Linked DNA regions of Mus musculus: region 1 is linked to region 2. Evidence: chromatin contacts called from public Micro-C data. All regions are on one chromosome and are shown on one strand. Each heading gives the region's core, a stretch centred on a gene start, on an enhancer-like site or on the middle of the called end of the contact. The rest is flanking DNA. Distances are from core to core; before and after follow the strand shown. Region 1 overlaps Tmcc2 (transmembrane and coiled-coil domains 2). Region 2 has its middle 20 kb from the start of Slc45a3.

Evidence for each region. A called contact is a pair of places that touch in the nucleus more often than the background predicts.
Region 1: a contact with region 2 is called in a Micro-C map of the G1E-ER4 cell line. The contact joins two enhancer-like sites. A contact is called at or near these places in 1 of 39 promoter capture datasets (the C10 cell line), 1 of 484 Hi-C or Micro-C datasets (the G1E-ER4 cell line) and 1 of 9 other capture datasets (adipose tissue).

Annotation. Positions count from the first base shown.
Region 1 is chr1:132,380,248-132,384,387 of GRCm38.p6, forward strand. It overlaps Tmcc2 (transmembrane and coiled-coil domains 2), which reads right to left. Exons shown (of 5, transcript NM_178874.3): 2 at 410-934. Among named protein-coding and RNA genes, the nearest start is that of Tmcc2, 9.1 kb to the right of the region's middle. Within about 2 kb of position 1,919, at least 58 of the 459 cell types and tissues checked have an H3K27ac peak or open chromatin away from gene starts, as enhancers often do. A contact at or near this core is called in the G1E-ER4 cell line, where this site is marked.
Region 2 is chr1:131,941,091-131,945,389 of GRCm38.p6, forward strand. No RefSeq gene overlaps it. Among named protein-coding and RNA genes, the nearest start is that of Slc45a3, 20 kb to the right of the region's middle. Within about 2 kb of position 1,646, at least 47 of the 459 cell types and tissues checked have an H3K27ac peak or open chromatin away from gene starts, as enhancers often do. A contact at or near this core is called in the G1E-ER4 cell line, where this site is marked.

The sequences.
Region 1 (4,140 bases), core at 669-3,168, 440 kb after region 2:
CCCTTTGTCAGTTGGTAATAGTCACAGGACACAGAGTGTGCCAGGTTCCAATCCAGGATCTCACCTCTGCTAACTCTTTACTCTCATTGCCCCCACTTCAATTGGCAATACAGAAGAGCAAAGAGATACAGTGGCTAGTTAGGAAGAATAACTAGGCCTCAGTCTCCTCAAAACATATTTAAGGAAACCCGAAATTACTATCAGCCTGGGCAAACAACCATTTTTGAAAAACTAATCCCCTAGACAAACAAAACTTAGCCCCTTGAATAACGCACTCCGTGTCTGGCTTGGTCATATCCTAACTCCTCTGCCAGGACAGATAATAGAGTAGCAAGTATCAGCAGTGCCAGTCGGGGCACCAGCTGGGCCTTAGAGGTTTCATTGTGGCTCTCCTTCCACCCAGACTTACCTTGTCCCCGATGCTCTCTGCTTCCTCAGCCAGGAGGTACGCACTGCTGCCATCGGCCAGGAGCAAGGCGGTGTCGGTGGTAGAGGAGGAACGGGGTCGGCCCTGGTGCTGGTGCAGGATGGCGGCCAGGCTGCTGTCCTGGGGGGCCTTACGAAGCAGGTGAGGACTGCCACGCTGTGGCTCCAGGGAGCTGCTCTTGGCACGGCGACCACCGCTCCCGCCACTGCTGTGCAGGCTGGCGCCCCGCTTGATGGAGGGCCTGGAGCGGATTTGCTGTAACACCCGGTTGAAAGCAGTAGGTCGGGCAGGCAGGTCGTGCAGGGACACAGCATAGGAGACGCGGTGCATCTCCGGGGAGCGTTCCTTCTCATCTGGGGAGTCCTGATCGGATAGGCCCTGCTGTTGCTGCTGCTGCTGGGCCTCCTGAGACGCCTGGTGCTCCCTCTCCCGTGACCTGCGGCGGCTGTGAAACAGGTGCTTCAGGCCGTGGCCAAACATGGAGCCCTCTGAGAGCTGCTGGATTTTCTTAAGGGGGAAGAGATGAAAAGCCCTGGTTAATGGAAAGCTCCTGGATGCCTTGTCAATCGGGGTTGAAGGTGGGTTTATTCCTAAGAGACCAGAGCAGCTAGTTTAGACATCTGAACGCTGGGATCCCTATGGGTGGCCTGCCAGGCCTACAAGGTCATCTACCCTTTAGTTCCTAAAGTAAGTTCAGCTTTTAGAAATCTGAACAGGATGTTCTCAGGCCGTAGCCTGTGGCTTAGTAGCACACAAGTAGTGAACAGGCATTCCTGGGGCTACATCCTTCTCAATTGGTCTGCCCAATCTCATCACCTCCTTTCTTCCATGTCAAGACTGTCCTTCGGGCTGCACTGGGGCATTGAGACCACCAAACCTCCCTTCCCACAGAGGTCTCATTGACAGTCCTTGGAAAAAACAGATCCATATAATCAGGTTCTATCTCCGACGCAGGCTCTGCTGATTCTGCATCCAGCACCTTTCAGCCTTCCTCACCAATCAAACTGCAAGGTGTTACTGCACTTGCTAGAACTTCCTGCTTCACTTTCTCCATAAAGGGACTGGTCCTTTCTAACTCCCCCATCTGGGATGTGAAAGCAGTGTCTGGGGAATTGGTAGCCATATTGTAACCATGAGATGACATAGCCGATAACAGAGGACAACACATGCCAGTAGAGTTTACAAAATAAGAGTCCACAAGTCTCTACTATGACTTTCGGTTACTTACAGCCAGCTAAGTTGTGATATAGCTGACAATGAAATAAACATTGTTTTTCTGAGCCTAGGATACCTACTGCTGTCCAGACAGGAGGCTTTCATTTCCCCCCAGACTAGAGCCAAGCTGAATCCTTGAAGCCTGCTGCTGCCTCTCTGCGGCGCTGCCCCGAGACGCCACCTGCTTCCTCCAAGCCCCAGCGCTACCAGGATAAATGGCTGGTGGCAACTGCCATGTAACGGTAGGCGGCTTTCCCGTGAGGAGATGGCTTATCTGTGTAGGCCACGTCTTCTCAAGAGCTCCAGAGCGGTGGGAGGCTGGGTGGGACTCAAGACCAGGGGAAACATTATACTGTGTCCTCTAAGAGGGAAACAGAGCCAAGTTACCTGGGGCTCAGGAGCCACAGCAGGCTTTTCTCTGTGCCAACATCCTATAGCCTCACAAAGTAACCTCCACCATTAAAATAATTGTTTTAATAATCCAAAAAAAATTAGACACACTAGTTTTTCTTTCTTTCTTTTTTTTTTTCTTTTAGAAACAAACAGAGCAAAAGTTTGAGCATGAAGAAAGCAGGGAAGAAAAGTCTCCAGCTTTTGAGTGGCTGTCCACTCAGTGCTGCCTGTGGCTAGCTGCACCTATGCCTCCATGTGACTACAGGACCCTCACAGAATGGAAGGACCCTCATTCAAGCCCTACAGTCCACCCCTGGTGCCTGGAACCTCACAGGCCCTATCTGTCCATTTTTACACCTCACTGTGAGCTGAGTTTGGAGCTCTGTTCTCTCCTGCACAATCTCATTGCTTCCTCAGATTCCCACAAAAGCAACAACCACACACTGGCACCCACAGATAGGAAATGATTCCTTCTGAAGAACTGAGGTTTGGGGTGGCCCTAGAAACAGGTCTCCTGTGCCAGGTGCTCCCAGGGTTGCCATTCCTTCAGAGAGGCGGCACCCCAAGCCCACTTGAATTTATACTGGTCAAAACCAAGATGTCCAAGGTAGAGTGGATGGTAGCACACACGTGTCATTAAGCGCAGAGTGAGCTAGATAGATCCTGGGCTTCCCGACTACAGCTGAGTTACCATCTCTCTTCCTCACATGGCCAGACCCAAGCTGATACAAGACTTCCAGCAAAGCACCCCAGATAGGGCCTCCTGGCCCTGGTTTTTTCCTGACTGTTCCTGCTAAATACACTACATCCCCTGAACTTTTTTACATTCTATTCCAGGCCCTTCCTCCATAACCCATCCCTAACTTGCTTCTCCAACATAGAAGCCCCTCTTTCCCACCCACTCAGGGTGACAATATTTCCCCTAAAAGACTTTAGTTGAGTTCCTGGGTACACAGCTCTGGCATCTGGTGCATTATGGGGCAGGGGGTTGGAGAATCTCAGTTACCGACCAGCCACATCGTCTCCACCCCCACAACCCTTGTCTAATTTGCTTTTAAAACTATACAGTGTTTTTAACTTTTGCTGTCAGCCTAACCCAACACTAGTTTTATTCCAGGAGCCAAAAGCTGACGGACCATAGTAGCCATGTTCCATTTTGCAGATGAAAAAAAAAAAAAAAAAAAAACCTGAGGCACATAACTGTTAGGTGGATAATCCAAACCATAAAGATGAGCCTCCAACCTCTAGTCGAATTTACCTTTCCTGGCCCACACCTGGCACAAGACTACAGTAGTCGTTGTGTCTCCTGGGACAACACCTAAGGCAGGATTAAAATATAGCCAAAATCTCAGAGTCAGGAGGGATGGGCACTAAACTGTAAGGGGTCTGCTCAGGCCTCATCACGGGACCTGGGCAAGCCTCTAGCCACAGGTCTGCAGGTAAAATTTTCATTTCTCCCTTCCCCAGGAGCTCTGTATGGGAAGGATCTCTGCACCAGCAGTCCCCAGGAGTCCATGGAAGATAGGAAGGAAAAAAGCAAAAAGTACCTTAAAGAACGATGTGGGGTGGGGGAGTAAGAATAGCAGGGTGACACACAGGCCAGCTGCTTCTACCTGTGGGTGTCAGCGAGATGCTTAGGGTTTTGACATAACATGGTGTGAGGGAAAAAGAAAAGAAAGAAAGAAAAAAAAAAAACCCTCAGTTCATATACATACCCAGCCCCAAGTTTCAGAAGTGAGGAAAACCATGGCGACTAGCTCGAGGGAACTTAGCCACCAACGCAGCAGAGCGCGCCACCTGCTCTGACTAACAGGTTCCAGCTTCTAAATGTCACTTGCTCTCCACATTGACTTTTGCTCTCCTCCAGCTGCCAAAAGCCACTGCCAGGGCCAGACAAAACTGCGTGTCAAGAAGAGACCTGCGAGGCTGGAGAGTCAGGGATGGGGCACAAGCTTTCTGTACCCATGGGAAATACAGTGTGTCCCCAGGCTGGCCAAGGGGATAACTAAAAAGGGCAGCTTCCACCTCACCTGGGGAGGGCAGTGAGGGAGTCCTACTGTCCCTCCCCTGGAACTGTCTTCCAGAGTAGGGAGGCTCCATGCTCT
Region 2 (4,299 bases), core at 396-2,895:
GCACCCAGTATTCCTTGATTCTCTACCCACCCACTCCCATGGAGCAATAAAGCCTACTTACTGCTTGCCCTCTGGGCTACTCAGCCTTCTTTAGAAGTCAACACTGTTAAGCAGTCTGAGAAGTAGGTACTTGCTCTGGGAAACTTCAGTCTGAGTGGGGCCACACTAGCAATGCCAGGCAGTGACAACAACAGTTCCTAGAATGCCCATTCCTCATAATTGGCAGGCAATTTTTATTGACAGTGGAAATCATGGCAGCTCTATTCTCACATACCAGCTGCACACACACCAGTACATCAGATATCTTGACAGGAATGAGTCCAAGAGCAGTTTAGGACTCTGAACATTGGCATGTCCAGTATTTTATGGCTTAAGGAACTAAAGCTCAATATAGATAATTAGATTATCCCGGAAAACTAACCTGAGCAGTTTAGAAAACAAGAAGGTATGAGAACAGCGGAGTCTCCCAGGGTATTCATTGTAGCACAAGGTTTGATTTCCCACACCCCAACACATGTACATGTACCACTGTGACCCAGTGGCTTCAGAGAAGGGTTGTGACTGGTCTCAGTAAGTCAGAAGATCAAGTTACAGGAAGATCTTGAGCAAGTCACCAGCCTCCCCACCCCTCAACTCTCCTGCCTTCTTCTATGATGAGGTTATAAAGGACAGGGACCAGTTTTCTGCTTCAAAGGGACAAGTAGCCCAAGGGAGGCTGGAAATCAGGCTCTGTCTGCACAGCCTTGCTGTTGGCACTACAGACTCACCAGCTTCACAGAAATGCAGTTTTATCTCCAAGCAAGGTACCCTAGAGACTAACGCCCTGTTCCTGCCACACCGAAGCCTTTAGCATTGTCAAGTATAGATGAGTTATTTATAAGTAGGAACATATACTTACAGAAAGGTAATCTTTTTTTTTTTCTTTCTTCCTTTTTTTTTTTCAAGACAGAGTTTCTCTGTGTAGCCCTGGCTGTCCTAGAACTCACTCTGTAGACCAGGCTGGCCTCAAACTCAGAAATCCACCTGCCTTTGCCTCCCAAGTGCTGGGATTAAAGGCATGCGCCACCACTGCCCAGCAGAAAGGTAATCCTTAACAGGCCCATACTAGGAGTGGTTTTTACAGGGAAAGACAGTGGCATCCAAGTCACCTGAATTACTAAGGTGGAGTTTGGGGTGGTTTTTCTTAGTATCAGTACACAGAACGATTGATGTTCATCTTTTTAGTTTCTTGTAGGAAAAGGGAATTTTACCCAGTGATTCCAAACTGTATCCCTAGTTATATAGATAACATATTCTAACTAATATGAGAAGTGTTAATGTGGGTCTGCAACACAGATTAGAAATACTTGTTCAGGGCTAGGGAGTAGAGCTCAGTGGTTAGGCACTTACTGCTTATTGTGTTCTGTGAGGTCATGGCTTCTATCCCCAGCAATGAAGAAAAATGACATATTTTTTTGGTATGTGAAATGAGCCTATTTTGGTGTCCTTTGCATTTGGAATTTAAATAGAAAGCAAAACACAAAAGTAGACTCTCAGTCCCCTGCAGAACCACTTAGCTGATGAAATGTGATGCCCTGTGTTCTCAAATGTTAAAGCCAGGCGGGAAATGCTTTTTCTGGGGCCTAATCACGAGCCCCTTTATGACTAATATTTTGGCAGCTGAACCCAGGGACAAGCCACAAGATGGATGCCTCCGCCCCCCACGAGTTCTTCAATCTGCAGGGAACAAAGACTAAGTTTCAACAGATAGTAAAGAGTGTGATTTACGTCTGTTGGGCAGTGGTCAGCCTGTGTAAATGCAGTTGGTCAGGAACCAGTTATCATGCAGCAGCTCTTCCCTCAGATCATTGTGAGCATCGCTGCAGTGTTTTAGATAGATAACTCCCAGGAGTCCTAAGTTCCTCTTGTGTTATCTGGCTGTTCGTTTTGGCTTTAGTCAGATTTTCAGTTTTCTCTGCTCAGTTGCTATCACTGAGTTCCGTTAATGTGCATGACACGCGCTTCCCCTCACTAGACATTTTGAACAAGTGTCAGCGTTTAAGGTCGTGAGAACTGTATTTTTTGTTCCCATTAAGAGCGTGGTACTGAAAAAAACAAAAAAAAAACAAAAAAAAACAAAAAAAACCCTGAAAACTAGGATAGTGTTCTTCCTCTATACGTGGCTCTGTCCAATTCTTGTAGAATTGATGCTCAGGTTTTAATGTCTTATTTCACTTTTGAGACAGTCTTGCCTCAGACAGTAGCCCAAGCTGCCTCAGGCTCCCCAGTGCTAGACTTTGAGGTATGTGCCACCGCGCCCAGGTCAGGATGATGTTTGGAATTTAAGCATATTCATCTCCCTTTTCTAACTCCAGAGGCAGAGCAGAGCAGTTGGAGAGTGAGGTATTAAGGAAGGACTCTGCAAATTGATACTCTGGCTGCCCATAAAAGTGTTTTATATCAGGGCTTCTCCAAACATGGCCCTGGCTAGTAGCCTCAGTCTTAGCTGGGAACTTGTCTGAACTGTAAAATCCTTGACCTGCTGAATCTCAAACTGGGCATAGGACCTAGAAGTTCAAGTTAAACAAGCCCTGCTGTTGACTCTGTTGGCCATTTCCAATGTAAAGTACGCGCAAGGATCAGCTGGACTCAGTTTCACTGTTTCTCGCCCATCTTCCTCCTCGTTTCTCTTCCCCACACCCCCGCCGCCTTTAGAGTAAGGTGACTGGCACAGACAGTTTTGGTGTCATGAGGCCGATGGTTCAGTTAACAGCACCAGTGAAATCTCTTACCACCTCATACTCATTTGCCAATACTGACAAATATTTGTGTGTGTGTGTGTGTGTGTGTGTGTGTGTGTGTGTGTGTGTATGCCACCCATGTGGATAGAGGCCAGATGACAACTTTGTGGAGTTGGCTCTCTCCCCCACTTTCCATGAGTTCTAAGGATTGACTTCAGGTCTTCAGGCTCACACATCAAGTGCCTTTACCCACGGAGACATCTCTCTGGCCTGGAAGTAAATCAGTTTCTTTCCTGGATATTTCATTCGCCTGTTGGAGTCACCAGGGATAGAGGTGACCTATTTTTCATCTGTCCCTCTGTTACACACCTCTTCTGACTCCTCTGCCTTTTATCCTGTGACTCCAAAATCTTGTCTGCTAAGTGGGCATGGTGGCTGGCTTGTAATTGGAACCCCACCACACCAGAGGCTGAGGCAGAAGCTGCAGGTTTGAGGGCAGTGTGTGTTGCATAGTGATTTCTAGGTTAGCCTGGGCTACAGAATGAGACTTTAAGGACAGCCATGTTACGTTGTTCCATGAAGCAGTATGTATGGTGTGAGCCACTCCTGGTTATGATCACCTGAAGGTGTTTGTCTAATAGTAGGTAGAATTCTTGGTGAGTTTGTCCTTAGCAAGGAAAAAACAAAAAACAAGAAAAAAACCAAAACACCAATACAGTGCTGGCAAGATATCTCAGTGGATAAAGCTGCTTGCTGTTGAGACTGACCACCTAGCTAAATTCCACTTGAAATTCATATGGTAAGAGGAGAGAACTGACTCCAGAAAGCTGGGCCCTCCATGTGGACCAGTCTGTGTGCACATGCACACAAATAAATAAATCTTAAAAGAGGGGGCTGAGAAGATTGTTACATAGGTATGAACTTTTGCTCTGCAAACACAAGGACCTAAGTTCGAGTGCCTAGCCCCTACATAACAAACAACCCCAGCATTGGTTCTCAGAGACAGATGAATCCAGCAAGCTTGATTGCTGATGGCCATCCTCATCACAAGAGTGAACTCCTGGTTCACTGCCACCCCATCTCAATGGAAGTAAAGCTGAGAGCAATAGAAAAGACCTGATGCCACCTGGTGCACTGCCTTTAATTATTCCAGTCCTCAGGAGGCAGAGGCAGGCAGATCTCTGAGTTCAAGGCCAGCCTGGTCTACAGAGCAAGTTCTAAGACAGCCAGGGCTACACAGCACACAGCTTGTTTTTACAAAAAAAAAAAAAAAAAAAAAAATCCACCCTATATCTTACTCTGGGTTCCATATGTGTGTGCATAGGCATACCCACCTGTACATCTGTGTGCAGGCACCACATACCCACTAACTCACCAAGAATCCCATCTACTATTAGGTTCCCTACAGAGTCAGGCCTTATTTGAATTATTTTTCCCACTCTAGAAAGACAACTGGACAAATACCTTCAGGTGATCATATTCAAGAGCGGTGTATAGCACACATACAGTTTCATCTAACAAGGTAACATGACCGTCCTTAGGAAGAAACTGAAATCTAGAAATGGTTAAACAGTGTGCT